2 separate regions of the Mus musculus genome follow, and region 1 is linked to region 2. The links are chromatin contacts, called in public promoter capture Hi-C maps. All regions are on one chromosome and are shown on one strand. Each heading gives the region's core, a stretch centred on a gene start, on an enhancer-like site or on the middle of the called end of the contact. The rest is flanking DNA. Distances are from core to core; before and after follow the strand shown.

Region 1 (6,887 bases), core at 2,237-4,736, 280 kb after region 2:
ACTATCTCATGTCTGGGCCTTGAGTTCCACTGCTACGTCCACGAGTCATTTCAAGGCGTCTCCTACCCTGAGTTCCATGAGCTTAGCTCCTAAGTGGGGCTACAAGATCCCTCTATCTTCTGCTCAAGCAAAGCTAAGGTACAGTTCATGTTTCCATCAGTGACAAGCCTAGCCTCACCACAGGGCCAGGCGTGGTGATAGATAAGAGAGAGGTGAGCAAAAGAAAGAACAAAAGAATACTCTTTGAACATCTGCTCAGGCCTCCCTGCGACCCTCCAACCTATGGATGGAGTTGGAATTCTCTGGCACTCAGAAAGGTCTAGCCTGCAATGAAGGGACATACTCAGGAGGTAGGAGTGACTATCAGCACCCCGAATTGATACAGAGCTAAAGCTATTGGTCCCTTCAATTCAGAGGCTCAGGGAAGGGAAAGCTGCCTTCACTCAGACAGCAATGTGACTGGATCTGCTCCTGTGACTCCCCAGGCCACGTCTGCCACCTGGCCTTGACTTAGCCCCGTTACACAGGTCAAGGGCACACTATGTCTCACGGCTGCCCTCACCGTTCACCAGAACCTGCTCCTTCTCTTCCTCCTCCTCACTGATTCATCAACTTCAGCACAAGGCGCCGACTGAGCCATCCTGAGAGGTGGCTGCAGGCCTGGAGGAGGAGAGGGTGGCACACGGCACAGGGATGCAGCGGGCTTGAAGCCAGACAGGATTGGATGAGTAACGGCAGATTCTTTCTGCCGAGCGAGCTTGTTGTCACGGGGAATGGCAAGTGACTGTCTCCCCTTCCCCCGCTTCATCCGCTGCACCCCTGTGGTTCTGGCAACTAGAATCTGAGCCAGAATCTGGGAGCAGGTTGCAGGGATCCGGTAAAGATCAGGCTAGCACAGGACTCAAGCGAGAACAGCTTCAGAAATGGGGGCAGACCGTGGCTCCGGCTCTCCTGCGACTGTTCCAGCATAGATTTGTGAGGCAAAGGCAGGTGATGTGGGAATCCCTTCTCAGGATATGGTGGGGAAGGTAACTACAAACACCACCACCAGCACCCGCTCCTTCAGCCTTGGAGATCTCCGTCTGCTTCAGGTGCTTTCTCTTAAACCTCAGGTACCTGCTCCCTCCACCTCGGATGTCTGTTCCCTCAGTCTCAGTTATACCTGCTTCCCAAGCCTCATGAAGCCCATCTTCCCCCATCTCTTCAGAAGTCCCTTCTCTCCTGAAGCCTTCCCTATTACCTAGGTAAACAACAGTAGCCTCCTCCTCAGATTCCACAAGGCTCCCCCAGGAGTAGGTGCATGGTTGACCTCCCAGTGTCTCAGAACAGAGACTTTAAGAGGCAGCAGGAAATAAGCTGGGTTGCATTTTTAAGGTTGTTTTTGCTGTTTTCCTGCTCCTTTTGTTTTTTGAGCGTGTCTTGTGTCCTTTGATGGTAAAGAAGGATGGGTCCCCAGGGAACAACCAGAAAGAACTGAGAGTAGCTTTCACAGAGAATTGGAAGAGAAAGCTATTCTCCCCAAGACATCTTCCTCTCCTGGGGGTCAGGCCGGGAAGACACCAGGGGATCCTGCCGATGTTCTCAGCTGTAGCCTAGCACCAGCCTTCCAACCTCCAGCCCAAGAAGGATCAGCGTGGACAGGGCAGCCATCACCACTGGTGGCCTCTACCTCCCATCTATTCACCTGCCTGGTGAAGGTCACATAGCAAAATGGAGTCTGGCTTCCCACTTCCTTCCCGGTACCCAAAACCCTCCATCCACCCCCACCCCCATGCCCAGATCTCTGTCCACAGAGAACACGGAAATGCTAACAGGACCATGAGGTGAAGCACCGTAGCATTTTGCTCAGGCTGGTCTGAAATCCACAGGAATCCTCCTCCCGAAGCATACAGAGCAGTGGGATCACAGGCACGTGCCACCCCGCCCCATATCAGCATTCTGCAGCTGCCTAGGTGACATATGGGGGTGGGCAGGGTTGAGAGCCAAAGCTCACATCTGGGACTTGAGCATACCACCTCAAGAGCTGGTAAGACCTCACTGCCCGGTTAAGAGGCCTAAGGCCTAAGAGGAGTGTGCCCATGGTCACAAGCGAGGCAAACCCCTATTCCTGCTCACAGTGACTCCCGAAATCCTAGCCCTGAAGCACTGAATGGCAACTACTAAACAGCTCCCTCTTCTGACACCCCATAACTGGAGAAAGGCCTGTGACAACTAGCCCATTCTCTATCCGGAAGCAGAAATTGCAGGGAGTGCCTCTTACCTCCTATGCCCTGGTGCGTAGTAGAGGCCTGGCTCAGGCTCAGGCTCAGGCTCAGGGGGAGAGAGAACAAGGGAAGTGCGGTAGACTAGGAAGGAGAGGAAGGAGGAAGGCCAGGGGTTTGCTTCCAGACTTTTCTGTAACCGACCTCAAGGCCACGCCCACAGCGTTAGTTTCCCACGTTGCAGGTTGGGAAGGCTGGAGAATCCTCGGGAAATTCCCGCGCTCCTGCTGGCCAGAAAGCGCCCGGAGAGCGACTTCCTTCAAATGGATCGCACACCCTACTTCGCGCAGGGACACGCGGCCCTCTGCAACTCCGCCCCTCCTCCCACCTTCTATCCCACCGCGCCATCAGCCCCCCACATCACCTTCTCACCATGATCACTCGAGCTCTTGGAAAGTCATCTGCACGGGTTCCCTAAGACGTAGCGCGAAGGGCTCTGAGTCGGTAACCCCGCGCCCCACGCTAGCACCGAATAATCCGAGCCCTAAAGACAAGCTTCGGAGGGAGAGCAGCCTCAGATCACCCGCTACCGGCCCGCCCGATCTTGGAGACACAGCGCGGGACACTGGCACCCTGATCCTAGTCCCTGGGGACTCCGGGAAGACCGGTCTGTGGGCAGCCTGGGCCCAAGAAAGGGTACAGGCTTTGGTCCCCGCGCGGGGGCGCTGGAACATTGACTTCTCGTCCCTCACGAGCTGCGCCGGCCAAGTCGTGTCCAGCTCTGAGTGCACCCTGCCCTGGGCGGCCAAGAGGAACCCCCAGTTGGGACTCCCCGACCCCGGCTGCGCCCCCTCGGCTTCTCCCTTGTCGCAGATGGTTCCAACAGCGTGATCCGCTGGACCCCATCGGAGGCCAGCCTTCAGCCCTGGAAAGCTGTGGCCCTTCTAGTCCAAGAATTTGGGCTGCAAGCCGACGTGGAAACCGGGGAGCCGGCAGCTAAACTCCCTGGAGCCGAAGACTGGAGGAGCTCACTGCCAGGGGCCGAGGGCGCAGCCGGGGTTGAGAGAGAAAGGTGCGGGCGCGGGGAACACTGGGCGGTGTTGAGCCCAGCGTCCCCGCATCGGAGAGCCGAGAGGATGCTCGCTAGCTAGCAGCTCCCGACGACGCGCACCTCTAGCGGGACTCTGTGCTCACGCCCCCGGGGGCCCCGGCTCCGCCCCCTACCTGCGCCGAGGTACCGCCTCCGCCGTGCCATTGGCTAACCCCGCCGCCCGTCAGACGAGCCCCCGCCGCCCTCCCCTAGCCTGGAGCTGTGCCTCATAGCGCCCGGGCCGCTGGCCCGCGCCACTCTCCCGCGCTGCGTTAGCCACAGACCCCGTAGGCGCTCTCGGCTGCCTGCCGCGGGCTCAGGGCGGACCATGCGCCCTCCGAGCCTACCGCCTGCCCGCTGGCTCTGCGTGCTGGCAGGAGCCCTCGCCTGCGCCCTCGGACCCGCGGTGAGTGTGTGCCCCTCCACCCAGATCCCACGGATGGGGGAACTGCGGGGGCAGCGTATCCGGGACCATCTGGCCATCGGGGGGCAGCAGGAGCGCGGTTCTCGTCTTCTCTCTTCTGTAGCCCAGAGGCGTGGGAGCTCGGTAGCGGCGGGTCCCTCTTAGCTCATCTTAGAGCGCTCACCGCGAAGTGATCCCAATCAGCGATGAAGAGGTTGGGGGCGAGAGGGAGCCCCAGACTTGCCTTGCGATGAGTGCCTGTGGGGGTACGTGGGGAGGAGAACTGTGGGTGGCACGATCGAGTGAGATGGGAGATCCTGTAGACTGTCGGGTGGGAAGGAGGCTGTGTCTGGAAGCCTCTCTGGGTATTTTGAGAACTTGTGCGATGAAGACAGCACAGCATCAGACCTTAGTGCCTGTACCCTGGGGAGGGGTCCTTGGGATCTGGTGAGAATTTCATTCTGTGCTCTTTATCCTCTAACTATAGGCTGATGGTGGGCAGGTAAAAGCATGTATTGGGAAAAGCAGGGGGGCTTGCTCTACCTTAGACCTCGGCTTCCTCCCACACAGACATGTGTGTGGGTGTGCTCCTGTGGCTGTGACAGACTCACCAGGGTCATGGGGCAGACACCTGGTCACCTCCTCTGAGACTAAGAAAGACCTCAAGACTCAGAGACCCCCTAAACCCATTTTACAGAAGGGCAAAATGAGGCCACAGGAGCCACACCTGTCCCTGCCAGCCACACTTGGACAGAGGTGATCTTCCCTTCCCTTGCTCTAGGTCTGTGGAGCTGTTGCTTCAAGATTGTCTTTTCCTTAGTGGATTCTGGTCTGGAACAAGTGGGCTGCCTGGAGGAAGTGGGGAATCTTGGTCGGTCACCTTAGTGCAGTCTATCCCGTGGTCCCTCCCTAATCACAACCTTTCCCAGGGCAGGGATCAGGACATGAATCTGTTTCCTCCTAGCTGGTGTCTGGCACACCCTGCTCTGGAAAATCTCACCACCCCCCCAACCCCTTCCGGAGAAGGTGCTGCTCTCTGAGAATTGGACAGTGTTGCCCCCTTCCTCCTGTTTACAGCCCCTCCCCACACTCCAAGCTTCATCAGACTCTGGCCCTCAGTGTCACAGACCACACTAGCAGCCCTCCAACTTCCCCAACTCTGTGTCCTGGCTACTCCATTTTGGATAAGCCAGGGGTTTTTGGACCACTGGAGGCCTCTGGCCCCAGGTACCATCCATCTAGAAACAGATTGAGCCCAGTCCCTCCAATTCCATCTTCCTACTTCTTATTTGGAGGTGCCAACTCTAGCTCCTCCTCCAGGGAGCCTTCCCTGGTTGCCTCTGATCTTTCCACTCCAACCCCATCTTCAGTTCCACTAGCCTCCCAGCCTCGGCTGCCCTCTTGGTCCACAAAATGAGGGGAAGGGACTTAGCCTGGACTGGAGGGGGACCCCAGCCCCTGCTCTCCTCTCCCTGGAATGGAGGGGGACCCCAGCCCCTGCTCTTCTCTCCCTGGACTGGAGGGGGATCCCAGCCCCTGCTCTTCTCTCCCTGGACTGGAGGGGACCCCAGCCCCTGCTCTTCTCTCTCTGGACTGGAGGGGACCCCAGCCCCTGCTCTCCTCTCTCTGGACTGGAGGGGGACCCCAGCCCCTGCTCTCCTCTCCCTGGACTGGAGGGGGACCCCAGCCCCTGCTCTCCTCTCCCTGGACTGGAGGGAGACCCCAGCCCCTGCTCTCCTCTCCCTGGACTGGAGGGGGACCCCAGCCCCTGCTCTTCTCTCTCTGGACTGGAGGGGGACCCCAACCCCTGCTCTCCTCTCCCTGGACTGGAGGGGGACCCCAGCCCCTGCTCTTCTCTCCCTGGACTGGAGGGGACCCCAGCCCCTGCTCTTCTCTCTCTGGACTGGAGGGGGACCCCAGCCCCTGCTCTCCTCTCCCTGTCCTCAGTTGCTCCCTCCTGGAACGGACACCCAGTGTTCCTGCTGCAGCCGGACTTGGGGGGGTCATGTTATCAGAGTCATAAAATGGCAGCTGCAGAGTTCACAGTGAAGGCACCGAGCCTTATCACTCTGTTTATGGGGCCCTGCCTTGGCCTAGGAAGGGAAATCTTTGAACAGAGAAGCCAAAAAAAAAAAAAAAAAAAAAAAAAGGAAAGAAAACTTGCAGTGTCCCAGAGGAGGAAGTGAAGTGTATCCCAAGGCCTTCCATAGCTCCTCCCCCTGGGCAGCAGACAGGTGCCAGTGCCAGTGCCAGGCTGGTGGGGACACTCAGACTACAGACAGTCTGAGGCCCTACCTTGCAAGAGTCATGTCACAACCAGAACCTCAGAATCGACATGGGTCACAAACTCCTAGAACTGAGGGTCAGGCCTGCTGTGACAGACACACAGGGAAACCCAGAGGAAGAAGCAGGACGATGTCTCCAGTTTGGCTCCACTGGCCAACCTTCAACTGCAAACTATGAAAGCGGCTCTTGCTAGCCTGGCGTCTATCAGAACCTGGATGGCTGGAATAGAAGGCAAGGCTGGCCCCTCTGAGTGTTCCCCAGGCTGGTGGAGGCTACACCTCATCAGAGGAGTCCTTTCTGGACATTACTATCAGCCTTTCCAGGGTCTGCTCACTACTGCCCAGTCTTCTGGCCTCAGCCGACCATACTGTGACCTTTAGGAAACATGGTGGCTACTGAGCCAGAATACCTTCTGGTACAGAGAGATGACCTCAGTTATGTCTGCCCAGGACTCCCGGAGCACTCTGAGAGACCGAACTCGCTCTAGATTTGTTGCCTCCCCATCCTGGAGCCTGGAGATCTAGCCTCCTCTGAGGCTACTGTAGCTTTCGTGGGAGTCACAGCTTGGGACAACAGCCTTGGACACTGCCCCTCCCCACAGCCATGGCTAGTTGGCTTAGGAAAGAAACATCTTTAATATCCATAGAAGGACCCGGTTTCCTCATCTTTGGAGGGACACTCGAACTCTCGGCCCAGTGTGAGGGAGAATTGGGAAGGCAGGGTTGGGCTGGAACCAGCCCCACTTTTTAACTGAGGCCTGATCTTCTCCAGTCTCAAGTGAGACAGGGTTGGGTGTCCAGACAGGATCTTCATGGACTCTGAAGGAGGAGACAATAGTGAATATGTTGGGTGGCTCATGTGACAGGTCATCTCTGCTCCTTGGTCCCAAGCTTGGACCTTTTATCTA
Region 2 (6,608 bases), core at 1,033-3,532:
TCCTAAATGGTTCTCGAGCCTGTCAGGGTGACAGCATGAACCATCACAGGGTGGATGCAGTCACCATCTGAGATCAGGGACCTTCCGTTCAGAACCTGCTTCATTGGTGTCATTCCGTGGCTTGGGTCAGCGTGTCACAGAATTGTCACAGAGGCTGAAGACAGTAGCACTGGGCCCCAGGCAGCATCATGGGTGTTCAGTGTAGTTTGATTCTCTCTTGGGTTGTATTTCTCCAGACTGGCATGGGCGTCATGGCAGTGACATGTAGTGTCAGTTTTAGATGCAGGAAAGGCTCCACACGCTATGTTCACAGAAAGGGTTCCAACGCTGTGTGTGCCTCAGCACTCTGTCATATTACACTTTGCCCACACACATCAGGAGACTGCTGCACACATCAGGACACTGCTGCACACATCAGGACACTGTGCTGCACACATCAGGACACTGTGCTGCACACATCAGGACACTGTGCTGCACACATCAGGAGACTGCTGCACACATCAGGACACTTTGCTGCACACATCAGGAGACTGCTGCACACATCAGGAGACTGCTGCACACATCAGGACACTGCTGCACACATCAGGACACTGTGCTGCACACATCAGGACACTGCTGCACACATCAGGAGACTGCTGCACACATCAGGACACTGTGCTGCACACATCAGGACACTGCTGCACACATCAGGACACTTTGCTGCACACATCAGGACACTTTGCCTGTGCACAATGGCTTCTAGCAGCTTCTTTTTGTTCTGGGTTACCCGTAGAGTTACACACAGGATACCCTGTGTATTAAGAGTTGCCTGACTGCTGAGGGGCACAGAAACAGCTGTAGTTCCTTGGTGTGCCAGTGTGCTTCGTCCCTGCCTGGGCCTGTACACCTGTCTCTCCTGCTCCCTCTAGTGTAGCCCCTTTGCTGCCCTCCCTGCCCTGTGCCCCTGATTCCCTCCCCTGTGCCCCTGATCCCTCGCCCTTGTCTATATTACTTGAGGGCATGGTGTCAAACACCCACATATGACACAATCCATCTTTCTTCTCAGTGCAGGAACATGTTGGGAACTCCTTCTTGGGAGAATCCCAGTGGGCCCTGCAGGCCCATGTTCTTGTCTCTGCAGGACAGCTCAGTTCACTCCAGTTCCTGCAAGAGCTGATGCTTGACTGTGGAGGGGGGAATGGCTTCACTCCATTCAGATTCTGGAGGTTCCTTCTTACAGTGACCTCTAAAAATCTCTAATAGGACCCCTAGGCCTCTCAGGCCCATCTCCTTTATATGTCCCCTCTGGGCACATCTCCTTTATATGTCCCCTCTGGGCACATGGGCCTCCTTGTGGGGACTCCTTTTGAGTCCTTGAATATAGTGGCAAGTGTCTTCTGGCTCTGAGCCCTGAGTGAGAGGGAATGGTGTCTGCTTTTGAGCTGAATTGGAGCATCATCCTTGTCAGAGTCCTGAGTAGGGAGGCATCATCCAGGAAGCTAAGCTGACTGGGGAGACAGAGGACTATGAAGAAGTTGGCTGCACACGGATGCAGGACGAGCAGGGCACACAGAGGGTGTTAAGCATCATCCGCTCCATATGGAGGGGACGAGATGAGGTGAGGCCAGAACACTCCAAACACGGAGCTGGGATCCCAGCCCTGATTCTGCCAGTGAAATCTTGGGAACCTCAGCCTGTTCAACCAGTTTCCTTTCTCAAATCGTGACAACCAAGGGCGAGGGAATGGCAGTGTAGAGTTTGGAGCGTCGTCCAGTCCCATGGGATGCAGAATCCCAGGCTTTTGGTTAGGATGCCCCAGGGGACACCAGAGAGACACGTTCATGTCCATGATGCCCAGCAGCCACAGATACAGCTTTGCCAACTCAGGCAAAGAGCTGGGTATTCAACCCCTGTAATCCCTCCCCGCCAAAGAAAGTCCTATCAGGAGGTCAGTGCAACAAAGACATAAAATGCAAACGCGTTCTCCGGAGACCTTGAATATGCCCGGGAGCTCTTTGTGGATTCTGAGGGCTCTGCCAAGCTAAGCCCTGGGACGCCACCTGGCACTGTGCCTCCACCCTCACTTCCCAGGGAGTCCTGAGAAGAACAGTGGCTTTCTGTTCTACGCTACAGTTTAGGCAAAACTAGCTGCCCATCAGAAAGGCTTCTCTCCCTGCCTTCCCACCCCCACCCGCCCCACCCTAGAGAGGTGTCGTGTTGTGGGTGCGCCTTTTTTTTCTCTTTGGGGTGGTTTCATAAGATGAGGTGATAGGGCTCCTGGTTGCCGGAGTTACGTAATCCACTGTGCGTCCCGGGGCAGCGTGGGGATCTTCAGCTCTGCCCCAACAAGCAAGCTTGGGAAAACTGCTGAGGAAGGCTCAGAGCTGTGGCCAAGCTTGCATGGAGGACCGCTCTCTCTCCAAGTCCTCTTTGGAGTTTGTGTCTGCCCATGGCATTGGCAATTCAGCTCAGGCAGCCCTCCAGGGCCCAACCTCTGCCAGGACTCAGCCACACACTGGCTGGGACAGACTCATGTGGTGAGTGTTTTCATGGGAACGTCTGTCCGTCCGTCTGTCCGCTGTAAGTTTACTTTGTGGTGTGGCCAGAAGGGAGGGAAGAGCAGAGAGGGTCGTGCCTTCAACCTTGCTCTGAGCTGGGGGTCGGGTTGCTGGTTGGTTGAGGAATTACCGTGTTGAATGATGGGCAGCTGGGATGGAGGGGAGCTGGACGCTACTTACTCTCACATCTCCTGTACTGGGTTCAGGGGAGACCAGCAATAGCCAGGTGTAAGATGTAGGTCAGATTTTTGCTGGCCTTGGTAGAGTCTGCCTCTAAAACCCCTGTTTCCAAATCAGTACTATCTGCTGCCCCCTGTTCCTTCTCTCCTTCCTCTTCCTCCTCTTCCTCCTCCCCTTCTTCCGCTCTTCCTCCCCCCTCTTCTTCCTCTTTCCCCTCCTCCTCGTCCTCTTCTTTTTTCAGTACTGAGGACTATGCTTTCTAGATAAGTGAGCGACACCTGAGCCCACCCTCCCCATTTTTAAACCTTTTTATTTTGTGGTTTTTGCTCACTGCCTTGTTCAGGACGATCTTGAACTCGCTCTGTAGGTCAGGCAAGGCCTTGAATTTTCGATACCCCTGCCTCCGCCTCATTTAATCAGTCAGCGCCCAGACTGGTGTGTGGGTCAGCAAGGGATTTTCACATGTGAAGAGCAGAACTACTCAGCACCCCTCCCCCTCCCCCACATTCTTGTGTCTTCTTTGCCCAAAGCTTGGCCCTGTGATTGTGGTCCCCACACCCCTGACGAGAGCTTTATGTCGGCCTGCTCTGGCTTGTTGCTTGCTGTGGGCTTCTCAGTTCCTCTGAGTGGATCGGATTCAAGTCTGACGATGGGATGACCCATCTAGTTTCCTGTCTGTAGTCCAAAGCCTACTGAGTTCCACAGTGGCCTCTTCCTGTCCCCTACTAACAAATTCAGGCTTGTAGACTTTTAAGTCTTATTCCTAAGCTGATGACTCCAAACCTGCAGTCTTAACTGATGAAGGTGCACGGAGCCCCTGGATGTTCAGGACCAAGTTCTTGATGCGATATCTGTTAATTTCTGGGGTTTCTCAGTAATCTGGTCCTGCACAAAGCCCAGAGGTGAACATGGGTGTAAGTGAGCCCCTGTAAACCTTGGAAAACAAGCAAGGAATTCTCAGGGCATGGAGACTCCTGGCATCTGCCCTGCCCGAGGGAGACCATGCTTGGGTTGGGAGACAGCTCAGCCCAGCAAGTGCCTGCCACACAAGCACCAGGGCACGAGTTCCAGCCCTAGACCTGCATGTTGAAGCCAGGTGTGCTGGCGCATGGTTATTTTCTCAGCCCTAGGGAGGCAGACAGGAACACCCCTGGGCTTGCTGGCCCATATAGATAAATCGGTGAGCCCCAGGCCAATGAGAGGCCCTCTCTCAAACACAAGGATGGAGAGCAAATGAGAAAAGACACAGGCTGACTTCTGGCCATCATGGGAACATATACATACATGCATGTTTACAGAAATACACATACATGAACACATTAAAGCAAAACAACCAGAACTCCACACCCCTCTGCCCCCCCCCCCCCGCCTTCACCCCAAAGTCGCCACACGAGGAATCCGTCCCTTATCACAAACACTTAATCACCAAATGGGGCATCTTAGCCTCCTCAGGCTTAAATAAAACATGAGGCCCTTCTTGAACATTTCATTCATTTAGCTTAAAGTATGGTTTAGTAATTCTAGGAATGTATTTTTAATACTTCCCTTTGACAAGTTATAATCTAAGTGATATTTACTGGACCATGAAGGAAACAGGAAGGAGTGGACAGTGGGTTAGTGGGGCACAGTGAGAAGCTGCAGCTTAGACTAAATCTAGGGAATTGCTAGGATTTTCAAAGTCCTACATTAGGATCAGTTCCTGCTGGGGCTGGTGAGATGGCTCAGTGGGTAAGAGCACCCGACTGCTCTTCCGAAGGTCCAGAGTTCAAATCCCAGCAACCACATGGTGGTTCACAACCATCTGTAACAAGATCTGGCGCCCTCTTCTGGAGTGGCTGAAGACAGCTACAGTGTACTAACATATAATAAATAAATAAATCTTTAAAAAAAAAAAAAAAAAAAAAAGGATCAGTTCCTGCCCCTTCCCTCTGGATCTCTCTGGCCTAACAGTGGAGATCCTGCAGGTAGACGATTTTATATATATATTTTGCATTTGTCAGAGGACATGTGGGAGTCAGTTCTCTTCCCCTGTGTGGGTCCCAGGGATTGAACTCAGGCCGTCAGGCTTGGCCGCAGACACCTTTGTTCTCTGAGTGCCTCTAGCCGACCCGTAAATCAGAGTCTTGACCTATAACTGTGACTGTAGTTCCCAGGTGCTTGGTGTAGTTTTTATCTTCCTCCTGGTTTGTTTGTTTGCTTGTTTGCTTTCCTCAGAAGCAGGCTCTTAATGTAGTCGGTGGTGGCTCTCATTAGCACGTCTCTTGTTACAGCCTTCACCCACCCCAAGCCACTTTGGAGGCAAGCAAGCAAGCAATAAATTATAATGGAGGAGCATTTCATTGAGAGCCAGGCCTGGCCTTCAGCCCTGGCACCTGGTTCTCCCTACTCAGCAGGGGTGCACCCGGGAGCGAAGGAGGGGAGGTGCAGGGTACACCAGGCCACAGGAGCAAGATTCAGGACAAGACTAGGTAGACACTCAGTGTTTCTGTCGGCACCCCAAAAGCCATGAGACACACACCCAGGGGACCCGTGGGCAACTGTGATGCTGTGTTCCTGATGATGGGTGTTCTAAGGCAAGGGTCACCAAGGCCTTCTCAGAAGCTCACGATCATCACGCAGTATGGCAACCTTTGGCCATGCTTTCCATTCTATAGATGGAAAAATTGAGGCTGAGGGAGGTTAAGTGAAGATATCGATTCCTGCGGAGCAGGCTTCAGTCTGGGAGGTCTGTCTATGGGTTTGCTTTTTATCCACCATCCGAGCTTTCTGCACCGAGACCCACAGGAAAAGTCATGTTGCGTAGTGACTTATGCATCCCAGGACCACCCTCGCCAGTCCCTGGCACTTCCTGGGACCTGTTCTGTCCTAGGTAAGGAGCGAGAGCCGGGATTCACCAGGCTGTTCCTCACTTCCTTGTGGCTGAAAACATTCGGTCTTTCTGCTGCATTCTTGCCTGTCTTCACAGAAATGTACACCCACTGCTTCCGCTAGAGCCAATCCCACTTTCTGAAGCTCTCCGTGAGGCGCCTCACGTAAAAAAGTGTGCAGCAGAAAAAGTGGAGTGAGTTCCTACTGCCGCAGAGTGACCCGTTAGTCCAGTGGTCCTCAACCTGTGGGTCTCCACCCCTTTGGCAACCCTCTATCTCCAAAAAATGTTTACACTACGATTCATAACAATAGCAAAGTTGTAGTTATGAAGTAGCAATGAAAATAATTTTGTGGGTGGAAGGTCATGACAACGGGAGGAACTGTGTTAAAGGAGCAGCATCAGGAAGGCTGAGAACCCCTGCTTTAGCTCTCCTCTCCGCAAGATGTCTCAGTGCACACTCTCCTTGTAATCATCTGTGTTACTTTGTAGCCTGTGTCAGTAAGTTACTTGTTGTCTCCCTAGCCACCAACTACGTCATTAATTCCCTCTCCATAGACTGCTGTGTGGGCTGCTAAGCTTTGCAGATCTGTTCTCCAGGATTGGGAAGATCTGTGCGTCCACCCAGCAATGTCTCTAATGTCTGAGAGGGATTGCCTGGAGTCGGACCTGAGTTTTGGTGGACTTTGATGGAGGTGTTGTATGAACATGTATTGTTCACATTATTATCAGTTCTGCCTGTAGCTCACACAGTGGGTTGCTTCCGTTTTTTCATGAAATACCTTTAAAGTCCCCTTCCTTTCTTTACCTCGTGTAAGACTGCTGAAGGGATTAAGCAAGGGCATACATAAGGCGCAGAATCCTTAGTAAGGCTTAGTATGCAGTCAGCGCTCACTTAGCTTCTTTATCGTTCCTGCCTCATGATTAACCAGTTCACTCTGTCGCCTGCTACAGCCTTTTGTCTAATTTGTCTGCCTGCCTCTTGTGTTTCTGTCATTTGTCTGCCTGTCCATTTGTCTGACTGG

The links. Capture Hi-C pulls out chosen DNA fragments and counts their contacts.
Region 1: a promoter capture Hi-C map of liver shows a contact between it and region 2. The contact joins the promoter of Vipr1 here to the promoter of Trak1 in region 2. A contact is called at or near these places in 1 of 39 promoter capture datasets (the 3T3-L1 cell line), 1 of 115 datasets of contacts at active chromatin or transcription factors (memory CD8 T cells) and 1 of 9 other capture datasets (liver).

Annotation. Positions count from the first base shown.
Region 1 is chr9:121,639,230-121,646,116 of GRCm38.p6, forward strand. Vipr1 (vasoactive intestinal peptide receptor 1) reads left to right here and starts at 3,487. Exons shown (of 13, transcript NM_011703.4): 1 at 3,487-3,697. The coding sequence starts at 3,620. It also overlaps a transcript of Lyzl4 not described here.
Region 2 is chr9:121,364,676-121,371,283 of GRCm38.p6, forward strand. It overlaps Trak1 (trafficking protein, kinesin binding 1), which reads left to right and starts at 2,283. Exons shown (of 16, transcript NM_175114.3): 1 at 2,283-2,516. The coding sequence starts at 2,429.